3 separate regions of the Zea mays genome follow, and regions 2 and 3 are each linked to region 1. A link is a contact called in public Hi-C data. All regions are on one chromosome and are shown on one strand. Each heading gives the region's core, a stretch centred on a gene start, on an enhancer-like site or on the middle of the called end of the contact. The rest is flanking DNA. Distances are from core to core; before and after follow the strand shown.

The links. A called contact is a pair of places that touch in the nucleus more often than the background predicts.
Region 2: a contact with region 1 is called in a Hi-C map of leaf, with 4 times the contacts expected there. The contact joins the promoter of LOC100383585 here to the promoter of LOC103654219 in region 1. A contact is called at or near these places in 5 of 25 Hi-C or Micro-C datasets (bundle sheath, ear and leaf).
Region 3: a Hi-C map of ear shows a contact between it and region 1, with 2.3 times the contacts expected there. The contact joins the promoter of LOC100502198 here to the promoter of LOC103654219 in region 1. A contact is called at or near these places in 5 of 25 Hi-C or Micro-C datasets (ear, leaf, root tip and 2 more).

The regions. Positions count from the first base shown.
Region 1 is chr4:182,651,248-182,655,863 of Zm-B73-REFERENCE-NAM-5.0, reverse strand. LOC103654219 (nitrate reductase [NAD(P)H]) reads right to left here and starts at 3,278. Exons shown (of 4, transcript XM_008681046.2): 1 at 2,285-3,278; 2 at 2,006-2,146; 3 at 1,403-1,635; 4 at 1-1,278. The coding sequence starts at 3,212.
Region 2 is chr4:183,009,233-183,013,805 of Zm-B73-REFERENCE-NAM-5.0, reverse strand. LOC100383585 reads left to right here and starts at 3,077. Exons shown (of 2, transcript NM_001176233.1): 1 at 3,077-3,181.
Region 3 is chr4:183,044,844-183,049,379 of Zm-B73-REFERENCE-NAM-5.0, reverse strand. It overlaps LOC100502198, which reads right to left and starts at 1,409. Exons shown (of 5, transcript NM_001363232.1): 1 at 1,049-1,409; 2 at 174-230. The coding sequence starts at 1,285.

The DNA.
Region 1 (4,616 bases), core at 2,029-4,528:
GCGCACCGTGCACTCGATCATCGCCGGCGGCCCGCACACGAGCGCAAGCGTCTCGCTGTCTCCCAGGGGCAGGTGCTCCCTCAAGACTTGCTCGTCCACTCTCCCCACGCCGTATTCCCACCCGTCCTCCGGCCGTGCCACCTTGCTCACCACGTACCACACCTTGAGCCGCGCCGGGTACGCGGCAACCCAGCGGTTGATCTCCTCACGCAGGAGCATGTCGTCCACCGTCCGGTTCGCGTACACGAGGTGCATCTCCGTGTCGTCGTCGGGCTGGTCCCTCAGCACGGCCTGGATCACCTGGTACACCGGCGTGATGCCCGTCCCACCGGCGACCATGGCGAGCCTTCGCGCGAACCGGCGCTCACCGTTCACCACGAAGCCGCCGCGGCCGGCGTACTCGATGTGCCCTACGGGGCCCTTGATGTCGATGGTCGCGCCGAGCGGCAGGGAGTCCAGGTGCTGCGACATGAGCCCGCCGTTGGGGTACTTGGGGTCCTCGTCCTTGAAGTATATCTTGATCAGGAGCTCGACGTGGCCGACCTCGTCGGCGGGGCTCGTAGGCGTGTACGCGCGCATGCAGAGCTTGCCGTCTATCGACGCACACACGTACACGTGCCTTCCGACGGGGAGACCGAGCTTCTGGTCCGGCGACGGCAGCGCGAACCGGAAGAGGCGCACGTTGTAGGACAGGCTCTTCTTGCCGACGAGCCGGCACTTGACCTTCTCCCGCGGGTTGGAGAGCGCGACGGTCGACACCGGCAGCGGCGCGGCTGCAGCAGGGGCCTCGTCGATGGCCCTGAGGTCGGCGTGGCTGTTCTGTGGGGAGTAGTCGCTGCCGGTGACGACGAGCTCGCCGACGCGGTACGTCTCGAGGAGGCCGCGGGCCTTGTCCGAGTGGATGGCGTCGAACTCCTCAGTGCAGTCGGTGCCGGCGCTGATGAGGATGCTGTCGGCGCCTCCCGGGTGGTCCTTGAGGAACCCCGTGCAGTCGTAGATGTGGCCGTGCACGACGATCCAGGCGGAGTCTGGGGACTTGTGGCGGCGCACCTCGGACATGGTGTACTGCGCGGTGGCCGTGTTCATGAAGGGCGTGGACGTGCTCTTCTTGAGCGTGCCCTGCGCGCTCTCCGACGTCTCGAGGTGCTTCTGCCGCGCCATCCAGCCGCCCGGCTGGTTGCCCGGCTGCGTCGGGTGCTCGAACACCAGGCCGATCTCGCCCTTGTGCGGCCGGCACGCGTTGACCTTCACCCGGAACCAGCAGTTGTTCATCATGCCCTGCGCGCGCGCAGGAACGGACAAGCCACACGTGCATTTAATCTAACACAGCCGTGGAAGACAAGCATCGGACGGACCGACGGCGAAGCCACCGGAAAGGAAGCACGATGAAGCGGTAACTCACCATGAGGTTACAGATGAGCTTCTCCGGCTGGGTGTTCATGGCCTCGTCCCAGGCGCGGACGGCGATTTCCTTGGCCCCGAGCACGTCGAGCACCTCGACGTCGACGGACCAGAAGCACCAGCACCAGTACTTGCCGTACTTGGTTGGGCGCTCCGGGTGGTCGAGCGAGCACACCTGCCACGTCTCGCCGCCGTCCAGTGTCACCTCCACCCGTGTTACTTTCCGGCCGCCACCTGGCAACAGTCATCGCCATGCGTTTATCCCACGAGAAAAAAAAAAGTAAGGAAACGAGAAGAGGGAGCCTTGGATAGCCCAACAAAAGCCCACAACATTGTAATTTCAGGCCATCTACAACGCAAAGTACCGGTTTACACTATGTATTACATTATTTACATAATGAAGTTTAAAATAGTGAGTGAAATATAGATTCTGCTAGAGATAGTCTTACAGTGCTCTAACATGGTGAAAGGCCGACCTCAAACAAAATTCGGATTCCTCCTCAGATATACGCGTATACGAAAAGATTCACACGAAGCAGCGCGGCGCGTCGTCGGCAATGCAAGATGGGATGACGAAATGCTGCGTTGTTGGACTCACACTCACCGGAGTATGCATATCCCTTGATCGTATACGGCCGCTGCGTCGTCAGGGCGTTGATGGGCAGCACCTCGTCGTGTCCCGGCGTGGTGATCACCGAGTTGATGTTGAGCTCGTTTATTATGTACTCCGGCCGGTACCACCACGCTGCACGAAACCATTCAAAACACACACACACACACACACACACACACACACTTAGCCTTGCGCACGTCGGCGTCCAGAAGAAACAAAGAGACCGTATTTGATGAGCGAGCGAGCGAGCGAGGCAGATACATAACATACCTTCGGCATTGGCGAGCTCGGCGTCGACGTGGGACGGCAGCACCCGGTTGTCCCGGTAGTGGTAGTAGCTGTCGGACTCGTCGGACGCGACGACGACCCGCCTGAGCCACTTGACCATGCGGCCGCCGATGAAGCCCGGCACGATGACGCGCACGGGGAAGCCGTGGTCGGGCGCCAGCGGCTCCCCGTTCTGCATGTAGGCGAGGATGACGTCGCGCGCCGGGTCCATGGCCACCCCGCGCCGCAGGCTGGTGCCGTACTTGCCGCCGGGGAGGTCCTCGGCGCCCTCGAAGCACACGTTGGCGGCGCCGTCCGCGGCGCGCATGACGCCGCACCGGCGCAGCACGTCGCGGAGCCGCGCGCCGCGCCACACGGACGTGGAGACGGCGCCGGGGCCCCAGTTGAAGCCCACGGTCTGGCGCACCATGTTCTGCTCCTTGCGCCGGTTGCCCGCGCACACCAGCGTCACGGGGAGCTCCACGGCCTCGAACTCCGTCACCAGCCGCTCCATGGTCAGCTTGGCGGGGCGCGTCACGAGCCCCGTCACCTCCACGGTCCACGTGGACCAGTCCGCCCTGGGGACCGCCCCGTGGTTGCGCACGTAGTGGAGCGGCGCCGGGGTGATGAACCCGTGCGCCATCAGCCGCGGCACCGGAGGCTCCGAGTTGAAGGGGTGCTTGCCCGTCAGCCGGACGAGCGCCGGGTGGCGCCGCACCCACGCGTCGGAGGTGGCCTCGTCGCGTGGGTCATGGACTGGCGGCTCCACCTCAAGGCGAGGGCGGTACAGCGACCGCCAGTCGACCGCGGGGATGCTGTCCTCGTCCTCGGAGTCGGAGTCGGAGCCGGTGCGGAACATGTCGAAGCTCTTGGGAGGCGCATTGGCCGGCCACGGGTGAGGAGCCAGGTGCCGCTCAACGGAGGCCGCCATTGTCGTCGCAGGTACGAATAGGTGACGGTTGTTATGACCAGAGCTCGAGGTTAATTGGAAGCTCGAGTGGCACCTGCGCTTGGAAGCTGGGGAGGTGGGGGTGCGGGGTTTATATAGGCAGGAGGAGGCGCGCCGCGAGCGCGAAGGCTTCTACAGTCCTGCTCCTCCACTGCTGCATGATACTTACCCCTGATGGCTGATGCAACGTATCAGCATATGCGCGGGCGGCACATGTATGCAAAATTGTTGGCGTCACCACAGGCCAAGTAACCGGTGGTGAGACGCCAGGCCAGGAGGATGGATGCCATACTTCAATGCTTCACTACCCGTTTTGGCAACAGCTGACCGGGCGATCAAGACTCAGGGGTTGCCTCCCGCCGCCTCCAAGGGCCAACGCGGGAGATGCCGGAGCCGCGCATGGCAGAGGCAGGTGCAGCAGCACCAGTACGTAGACGTAGCGGCCGGCGCCTGTGTGTGTGCTGCTGTGACTTGCGAGCTTTCTGGAGCTCAGCTCAGCTCAGCATCATCTGGATGGCGAATGAACCGATGCGTCCTCCTGCGGTTCCATCTGCGATCGAGATCGACCTCGCATTCACGCCCTGTCTCTTTCAAGCGTTGTTTTTTGGCGCCAGCCAGCCGCCGTGCAGTGGCGCCATGAGCTCTCGTCCTGTGATTTGAACTGCGCGCCCGTCAGGTCAGGTCAGGTCCGGCCACACCATCAGTCTGGGGCGCCCGGGCCATGCTCTGGAGTTCATTAGGCCTTACAAGACTCGAGCAGCCACCTGCGTGCTTCACGGTTTATGCGCATCTTAGTAGAACGACGGTTTATGCGTATCTGATGATCATTCTTTAGTGGCGCAAACGTGAAAAATTTGCGGTGCAAATATGCTACATTCCTCATGATCGACGGGACGGGAATCGAGGAGATGAAACGGAGAGGCAGGCAGGTTTGCACGTAAAAGGAGAGCGGCACCGACTGCATCTCCAAGCCCTGGTCCTCCCCTCCTACATATACACTTTTCTGTGGAAGGACTACTTTCGATACGAGCCACTCATACGATCGTCCTAATATATGTGGATTAATTCTGCGGAAGGCCTAAAATGTCCCTTTTTAAGCTGGAAAAAGGCCACGCCGCTGTGGTTCGGTCTTTAACGAGTGAAATGTAATAATGTCTTCTTCTAAGCTGGAAAACGCCACGTGTAATAATGTTCACGTCGGAAAGGATCCAGATGTTTAAGCGAGCAGCTAAATTACAGCATTCTTAACATTGACTTGCTTGAGATTTAAACTCACCAAATCTCACTCAATCCACGTGGATTGAGAGCTAACCGAACAAGCCTAAAAAATATTATTTCTAAACTAGCCCTAATGGAGTAAATACTCACGAGTAACAATTGTCATAG
Region 2 (4,573 bases), core at 1,828-4,327, 360 kb before region 1:
AGGGAGCTCCATTGATTAGAGATACTTGATCAGAGATGGTTGGTTTACAGGTGGTGACGAGGATGATGGTTTTGACTATGGTAATGGTAAGTGGTATTCTTTTTGTTTGGAAAGGGTACTTTGGGTTAATAACTTGGGTTAATGCTAAAATCTGGCTTTCTACTAGTAATAATAACCTGACCAACTAAAAGCAAATGCTTGACTTATCTCCATATAAAGCTAGTCCACCTCAGCCAAACAGGATATTTGTTGAGTACGTTGATGTGTACTTACCCTTGCTTTCACAAAACACCAGGTTGCCTTTGGTGCAATCTATGCTCAGGTAAAGAAGAAGGCATCGAGGCGGATCTCCAGGAGTTCCAGGACTTCGACGAGTTCGAGGATTAGGCTAGCGACTTCCCTTAGTCAGCTGCCTGTGGTGGGTTGTTTACGTTGGCTACGTTTCGATTCTGTGTACTTTGATTTATATTATGTAAATGGCTCTAGACTGTAATATTATTACTCACTCTTTACTGTAATTCGAAGCATTGTGCTATGATGAGTCATTTATGTAATCGCTGTGTACGTGAATTACTGATCCTGGCACGTACATGGTTCGCATTCGGTTTACCTTCAAAACCGGGTGTGACACCCCAGTAGAATACAAGTTTCACTATAAAGTCCACGCTTGAGCTATAAAATGAGCTGGACAACTTTCATTGGACACATAAGCACACGCCTCAAAGCAATACTATGACCAGCACTACATTGGACTACGATGAAAGGTTGAAGCAGTATAAACCCAGTGTCTCATTCCCTGCTCGGATCTTCGTGATTCACCATTCGGAATGAGTCCGCGTTTGCATCCCCATCGAACACAAATCTATTGTACCCGATTTCCAAAACCACAACAATATTTGTTCTTATAATTTTAATATCTGATATGTGAATTATATATTCACTTTGATACTAATTTTTTTACGGTTATCAAATATTATTTTATGCCGTCGTAGCGTTGTACTAGTACAGTATTAGCCATGAGCCATGATCGTGAGTTGCATTTCAGCCCAGCAAAGTTTACTTTTTATGTATATGCCATTGAAATTAATGGAAACTGTTGTAATAAAAAACAGAAAGAGAGAGAAAGAGAGTTGGAATTTAGGGGTCGGACCACGTAATGGAAAGAGAAAGCGCTGGTGGGGACTGGGGAGAGAAGACCGCCACCAGCGGCGAAGCCAGCCGGATGCATCGGTGCCAGACTGCTAGTCCCCTAGACACGGATGTTCTAGTTCTACGAATGAACAGTGCATATCAAAGATTTTCCATTGATTTTGCCAAAAGTCGTAAGCGTCGGCTGACGCCAATGAAGAGGCTAGTTAATGGGGTGATAATGATCTCTAAATTTTACACTATAAGATTGTCGGATCAAATTAGAATCGACTCTATTTTTATTCATTTTTGAATTACAAATTATTTAGTGCTCTACCATTTTGTGAATAAACATTTGAATAACGATCCATTACCCCTCTACTAGCTCCACCTATATGACTGCCACACGCGCAATGCTGGGCTGATTGCTCATGCACATATTTTATTTTAAACTTAACTCCATAAACATTACAATTTTAGTACAAAACGGTGTCTTTCATAAAACAGTTCCAACATAAGACACTACTTATAGTTTCTATAGCATCCACGTCATCTAGAAACTAGTACTAGACACTACCTGTCCAATGCAAACATCAATATCATCCACGTCATCTAGAAACTAGTACTAGACACTACCTGTCCAATGCAAACATCAATATTACTAGGTATGTGTCCGTGCGTTGCCACGAGGCGGGGGAACATAGAGGGAGCGATGTCTAGACTATAAATATAATTATTTTTATTTCTAAACATTAAGGTAAGTTTGGTTTAGTGGTTAGTCTCAAATTTCTGGAGCGGAGGGCGTGAGTTCAATGCTCTCTTTGTACTATTTTTTGTGTGCGTTGCGCGGGCGCTGGACATAGAGAGGAGGGAAGTTATGGTAGCACCACGGGCGTGAGTTCAATGCTCTCTTTGTACTATTTTTTGTGTGCGTTGCGCGGGCGCTGGACATAGAGAGGAGGGAAGTTATGGTAGCACCACATGTCCACGTTAGATTTTTAATAGAGTAATATAGATTAAACTGAATTTAATACTCTTCTTTTCTTATTATATCATAAGCTTTTTTCATTTAATTACTTGAACATTATCTTTGTGACAACCAAATTAATGCTATAAAAACTAGATGGTGTTGAGGGTTGGGACCGCTCTAACCTGAAAGTTGTGGCTGCATCTAGCAGCCGATCCGGCGGAGGCTACCCATGTGATCTGCCCCACCAACAGTCCGCCACCCTCTTTGCATTCCAACTTCCAACCCTCCGATCAACTGTTTTGGATCCCGTGCGGCGCGGAATGGCTGTGTGGCGCTGATGCCCTTGCAAATTCTCTCGTTCAGGAGTGATGCATGCCTGTGCGGCTGTGCGCCATGCATTTTATTCTGTCCATCCAGAAATGAGCGAGGCCAATCCAACCTTATCCGTCCCCGTCCCTTCTTTCCCATCTCGCAGAAATCACAGTGGCCGAACGCAGGCCCCGGAGAAAACTCTTCTGCAGGCTGCAGCTGCAGCCCCGGCGGCGTGCGTACCTGTGCGGTAAACGCCGCGAGCCCCGGTCTGACACTGACTCCGGCGGGCCGCGGTTCCGTCACAGTGTCGTCACCCACCAGATGCCAGCCCACCTACATGGGCGCGGTCCACAGGACGGACGGGGACCTCACCGCAGTGTTTCTCACGGACCACGGCTGCACTGCACGGCACCGCCTACCTTGGTGTATGTAAGCCACTGGTCCATGCACCGTTCCCCCCGACGAGCCGTAACGGCGTAACCGCGACGCGAACCCGCCACACGGCACGGCAACCGCCCCACCTGCTTCGGCGTCCACGGGACGTGTCCCCCCACTCTCCAGGCTCTAGCCATGATGTGGATCCCACCAGAAACGATGAGGAAAAGAAGCGACGAAATGTGCGCCATTTAACTAGCGTCGCGTCCTTCCAATTCCTCCTCTCTGTTGCAAACCTCTCCTCACTCACTCCGTCCGACGCCCTTCGTCACCAGCCTCCTTCCTCGCGCCGACCGCCGGGATCCGGCGCCCCCGTCTACGCCCGCCTCGGTCTAGGTACGGGCCCTGCTTCTGATTCGGGCGCCTCCGGTATGCCTGCCATGCTTGCGACGAAATCGGCGGCTCGGTTCGGCACTGGGTCCTGCTGGACTAGGTCACTAGGGCTCTTCCTTTGGGATCCTGGCCGTGTGGGTGGGGGCAGGAACAGGCTTGCCTTCGATGAAATTCGGGTGCTCCCGTGGTGATTTGGGCGCTCGCTGTTTCGTTGCTTGCCTGTGTGGTGGTGTCGCAGGCTTGGGTGCCTGGCTGCGCCTTAGCCCAAACGTGAGTTTTCCCGGGATTTTCCTGGTGGAATTGGGAACGGACGGACGGCCTAGGGATCTCGCATGGGCGCGACAGGATTGGTCCTTCCCGCGCGAATTTTGCCGCTCCAGTCGAAGTTTAGGCGCTTCTGGTTATGAATTATCTTGTGTGAGGCTTTGTCCTAGTTGAAGATAGCCAGAGCATTTCTGATCTTTCAGAGCATTGACTTGTTGGCCTCTTTATTCTCCATACAATTTATCGTTTGCGTGTAGACTAGGACGTACGCGTGCCTCGGGAAGAAATGAGGATCCATTTCGTGAATTCGTTGCTGGGTCAGTTGCTAATCTCACACTAACTGCACATATGATTCCTTGCTTGAGGTCCAGGCAAAGAGCTAACGCTTAGTTCTTAGTGCATTGTTGAGTGAGTGGATAAGGTGATTTTAATTAGGAAAAAAGGTGTATTCTTTCGCAGCAAGATTGGCTTTTGATTTTGGACCAAATTGTGGCAAAGGGAATCCTTTGCCAACGCCCATCCATGTGCTAGTGCTAGTGCTAGTGCTAGCGATCTGCACTGAACAAGGGGTTGCTTCGAGTTCTTTGCTTGCACTCGTAACTTAGCATTTCCCAAAAGGGCGGAATCATTGGCTCAAGTGCAGAATCATTTGATTCGTTCAATTTAAAAGCCATCTGCTGTTGTTTTCCCTTCTAATCTGACAGATCTGAGATGAGGCATGAGGTGCTCCATGTGAGAGCTACCCCTATACCTACTTTTCTGGCTCTTGCTTGACTTTATTTATTATTTAATTGGGAATGTAGATCACATCTAACATGCTCCATTGATATGATTATTTAATGCCTTTGGTTGATCCACCTGTCTGTTTCATTTTCTGCCTGCCCGGCCAGTTTTGATCCTATAAAGTCTCCCGCCTTGCTTTTATCCTCCACTCTGAACTGAAGTTCCGTAAGCTTCTCCAAGAAGAGGGAAAGGTCTTGTAGGGAGCAAAGTTTTGTTTTTTCTGGTAATATGGTACTCGATGTCTCATATCCTTGCCGTAGAGTCAATTTATTTTCTTTACATTGTGAGAAGAACACCATCTGGTGGAAATGGTCTCATTTCAATACTTATTTTGTAAAACTGGATTCT
Region 3 (4,536 bases), core at 160-2,659, 400 kb before region 1:
TATAAACCGTTTCCACCCACAATATGAAATAAACCCAACCAAACCACTTCATAGTTAATTAAAACCCATCACAGCCCATCTAAATCAAACCTATTTCTAAAACCCACCCAAAATACCCATTTATAACCACCCCATTTGCAGGCCTAATCATTTATGAGAAGCCGCATCTGTACCTTTGAGAGGACATCAGGTCGTAATCCCCCTTCAGAACCAGCGCATCTATTTACAACCTGTAAGAGAAGGAGGTGTTAGTTTCTGAAGCTGATTGGTGTTGCCCCAAGTACATCCACCTAAATCATTTCACTTATTGTACAATTTGAGTTACTGATAGAATTTACTTCCTCCTATTAGGCCCAAAATATAAGTAGCAAACATTCCAACATGCACTATCAGTTAGAATATTAGGATGAGATGCTCATACCTTTACACTTTGATATAAACAAGCATGCAGTGCTTAATATTCAAACTCGGAATTTATTTTAAAAACAAAAAATAAGTGTTAACAACAGAACACAAGTCAAACAACTATAATCAAGATAGCATTAAAAATCAAAGTACCTCGTCCCCAGCCCTTTAACAATGTGGTGCATTCATATGGCAAGTTCTGAACTGAACAGCCAAAAAAACATGAGCCAAGCAAGAACAGATGTAACTCGGCTTTTATAGCAAGTATATAAAAGTATACAGTTCCGATTCTTTTCCCCCAGTCGGAACTGAATATTTCAAAATTCTTGTAAATTCTGTCAATTTGAATTGAGGCCTTCTTTCCCCAGGTAAGGCTTTAACATCAAACAGCATTATCCCAAGTTCGACAGAACTCAAGATTTTGCACTGAATCAAATAGAAATCTTCAGTGGTTTGAGCAACGCCTCATGTTTGGTTATTGCATATTCCATCAGAACATATGTACACGGTATGATCTCGCACAAAAGTGTAAAACCATCCAAACATGGCAATAGAAGCTAGACCGCACGAAGGGTAAAGATTGAATTTTTGGGTTACCGCGGCGTAGACAAGAAGAGAAAGAGGCAAGATACATCCCGCTCACCTGGGCAAGCACCGCCGCGAAGGACATCCCGAGAGGCAGCGCAAGATCCTGCACATCGCCGCCATCGGCTCTCACCCCTCCCCTAACGGCCACCTGCCGCCGCCACCGGCGCCGCCGCCGCAGGTGCACCCCCTTGAGCAGCCAGGAGCGCCCGGACGCCGAGACGCCGGAAGACGAGGCCGACGAGGACGACCCGCCGGCCTCCGGCGAGGCGGCGGCGATATGGGCCCCGTTCATACGGGAAAGAGCCCTGTGGGGGAAGAGAGGCGCTAGGGTATATTGAACTGAAGCTGCGCACTACTGTGAAATTTTGCCCTGGACTCCGCTTGGAAGTAAAGTAACGAAGAAATTCTTCGCCGGCTATGAAACGAACTGGAGATGGGAACGCGATAGCGAAACGGCGTCGTAATGACGCCGAGTTAGCCGCTGAAGCAAATGCGGAAGGAAGCTCCGGTCAACTCGCGCGTGTAAACCTGAACACTTCTGTCAAAGTTCGTTTGGACGTGGATTGGATTCGCCGTTGCTTTCCTTGTATCTTTCTTTTACCGTTGGTTATTAACAATAAAGAGACCAGCAAAATGACTTGTAAAGCTAATTTTAAGTTACTTAGAGCAACTCCAATAGATTAGTAATATGTTTGGTCAAAGTAAATTCAGCTAATGTTAGAAAAAGCGTCTTCAATAGACTCTCTAAATGACTTTAAATTTAGTGGCACTTTATCCCTCCAACTTCGCTCTTTATTTTTGGGTAACCTTAGTTTGTGGTTTACCGAGTCTGTTAGATTAGACTGCACTTTTTTCTGTAAAATCTAATCTAGAGAGTGGCTAAATCAGTAAATTCGGTTAGTCCTGAATATAGTTATGGGGATAGATAGACGGCTAGAGATAATCTTAATAGCAAAAAAGACTATGTTCAAAAATCTCTAAAACTAATAGTTGTCAACTAAAATTAGTTGACAAGTTTAGAACAGGTTAGCTAATAAACCAGCTAATTGTTAGTCATGTCTCTCAAATAGCTATTAGTTGTTAGCTGCTCTATCCTAGCTAATAACTTGTTAGCTGACTAACAATTAGCTCTAGAGATTTGGAACATGACCTAAGCATCTTCTAGAGACACTCTATTTTTGACTCTCTATATGACACTCTACATATAGATTACATTCTATATATAGCATCTCACTCCAATAGATTATCTATTTAGTTTGGCTAATTTGCGGCTAGCCAAAATTGACTAGAGCGGGGCCAATTTGAATAGCCGGATAGCTTAACGAGTTGGATGACTAGTCTGTTGGAGAGTTATTTTGCTGTTGAGTAGCCAAATTTGGCTTGCTGAACCATTTGACTAATCTCTTGGAGATGCTCTAACTGTAGTCAAATTTGGCTAGCCACTCTGATCCAAGAGACTCTTTATTTTTTACTCTCGATTTAACTATTTATTTGTCTCTCCATAAAGATTAAACTCTATATATAACATCTTGTTCCAACATATAATTAGCTTGGCTAGCGAGAGTTGCTAGCCAAATTTGGCTAGTGAGGGAGTTAATTTATTGGCAAGTTAAATGGTTAGTCTGTTGCAGAGCTATTTGCTATTAAGTAAGTACAATTTAGTTTGACAAGCTATTTAGATAGTCTCTTGGAGATGCTTTGACTAGCCAAACTAACTTATAATGAGATGCTACGTATAAAGCGTAATCTCTATGAAAAGGTAAATAGAGAGTAAAAAATAGAGAGTTACTTGAAGATGCTATTGAACTGGTAAAAGGTTGTTGTACGTAGACATACAACTTGCATCGACGAAGATTGAAGGGTAATTGAAATTTGAAACTTCTCAGTGTTCTCAGAGACAGAAACTTCCTTGTCAGTAGCAGAAACTGCTCTGCAACTGCAGCCTCAAACAATGGGCCACTCGTAAATTTCGCTGGTCTCACTGGCATACTACTTTGGGCCTGGTGAACGATTTTCTGGCCCGCACACGTTCCACATCAAACGGACAGTTCACGCACGGCATGACATCGCAGGCCTGTTTATGCTCACGAGGCCGCCTAGCTCTTACTGGGCCATCATTAGGCTAGCCCACCCCTCCAACGAATATCCCGTTCTCCACTTCTCCTGTTCTCCATGCTCGCGAGCACCAGTCGAACTCTGCTCCGTTCTGATGAATCATGAGCAGAGGAGCCAGCATCAGCACTTCAGCACTGTCGTTGTCGTTGACATCGACCCCGACAATTTCAGTTCTGCATCTGTAGGTACGTAAGATTGCTGACCCCGTCTTGGACAGGATTTTCTTTTACGGATAGAATTGAAGTAGCCCACTGGAATCCAAGGCCAATGGGGCAATGGGGCTTGTTGCCTGGTGGCAAGAGAGGTTGCCCAAAAGCCTCACGCTGAAGGCAGACCACGATGAATGCTCAATATCCTCCATCGTCTTCACCGGCCCGGTGCCGCCTCTCCATAGTCAGCATGGGCTCGCCACCAGGTGAGCCTCACAAGTCGTAACCAACTAGAGATGGCATCCCCCATTGGGAATTCTTTTATTAGAGAACAGTGATGGAAAAGTTAGTTTTTTTCACCGGAATGTAAACGGAGAAAAAAATTCTTCTGATGAGGAAATATTCTTTTTTCGAACACGCAGAAGAGTTGTATCATTATATTAATAAAAAGAAGAAATTATAGTGTTAACATAGACCGAGATACAGAGAACCGCCTTACGGCGGCCAAGATCTTTTATACATAAAAAGATCCATCTATCAAACTAATATTATAAACCACCATAGGGTGTGGCAGGGGCAGGGGCAGGCAGGGCCGAATCCAGAATTTTTTTATGACCCGGCCAAATCTACTAAATTTCCTTCTCTTCATTTTATCTTAACAATTTTATACCGTGTAAATAGAGACTTATATAGAGTTACATGGATCAAGCCCCGGACCACGGACCGGGTGGCCCGGGTGTAGATCCGCCCCTGGGGGCAGGGGCAGCTGCAAGAAAGCTCAGCCCCTTGGCTCCAGAACATTCCCACACTCGACCCTCTCCTCAAACATGAGATAAAACTGCATTTATATTAGGAGATTGGCCATAAAAACACATCTGTTTCTATGGTTCCACAACATCCAAGCTCTCAAAATAATCAGGGAATTGAGACTTTCTCTGATAGGACCAACAACAGTTTCACTGACATCTTTCCACCGGTCCATGAAAGTTTGATTGTTTGGTTGTGTAGCCCAACCTTGGAACTTAAATTGTCTAAGCATGTGGAACCAACATTGTTTAGAGAAGACACAAGCCACAAGAAGATGATCAATTGACTCCCCTTACTGGTCACAGAAAGGACATCTTTCTGGATGATCAAGCCCACGCTTTTTAAGCCTATCAATCGTCCAACACTTCTTAAGGGTAGCCAACTACATGAAGAAACAACATTTTAGTGGTGTCCAAGTTATCTAAATCCTCTCATAAGGTTCAAATTGCACAAATCCAAGAAAAAACCCCTC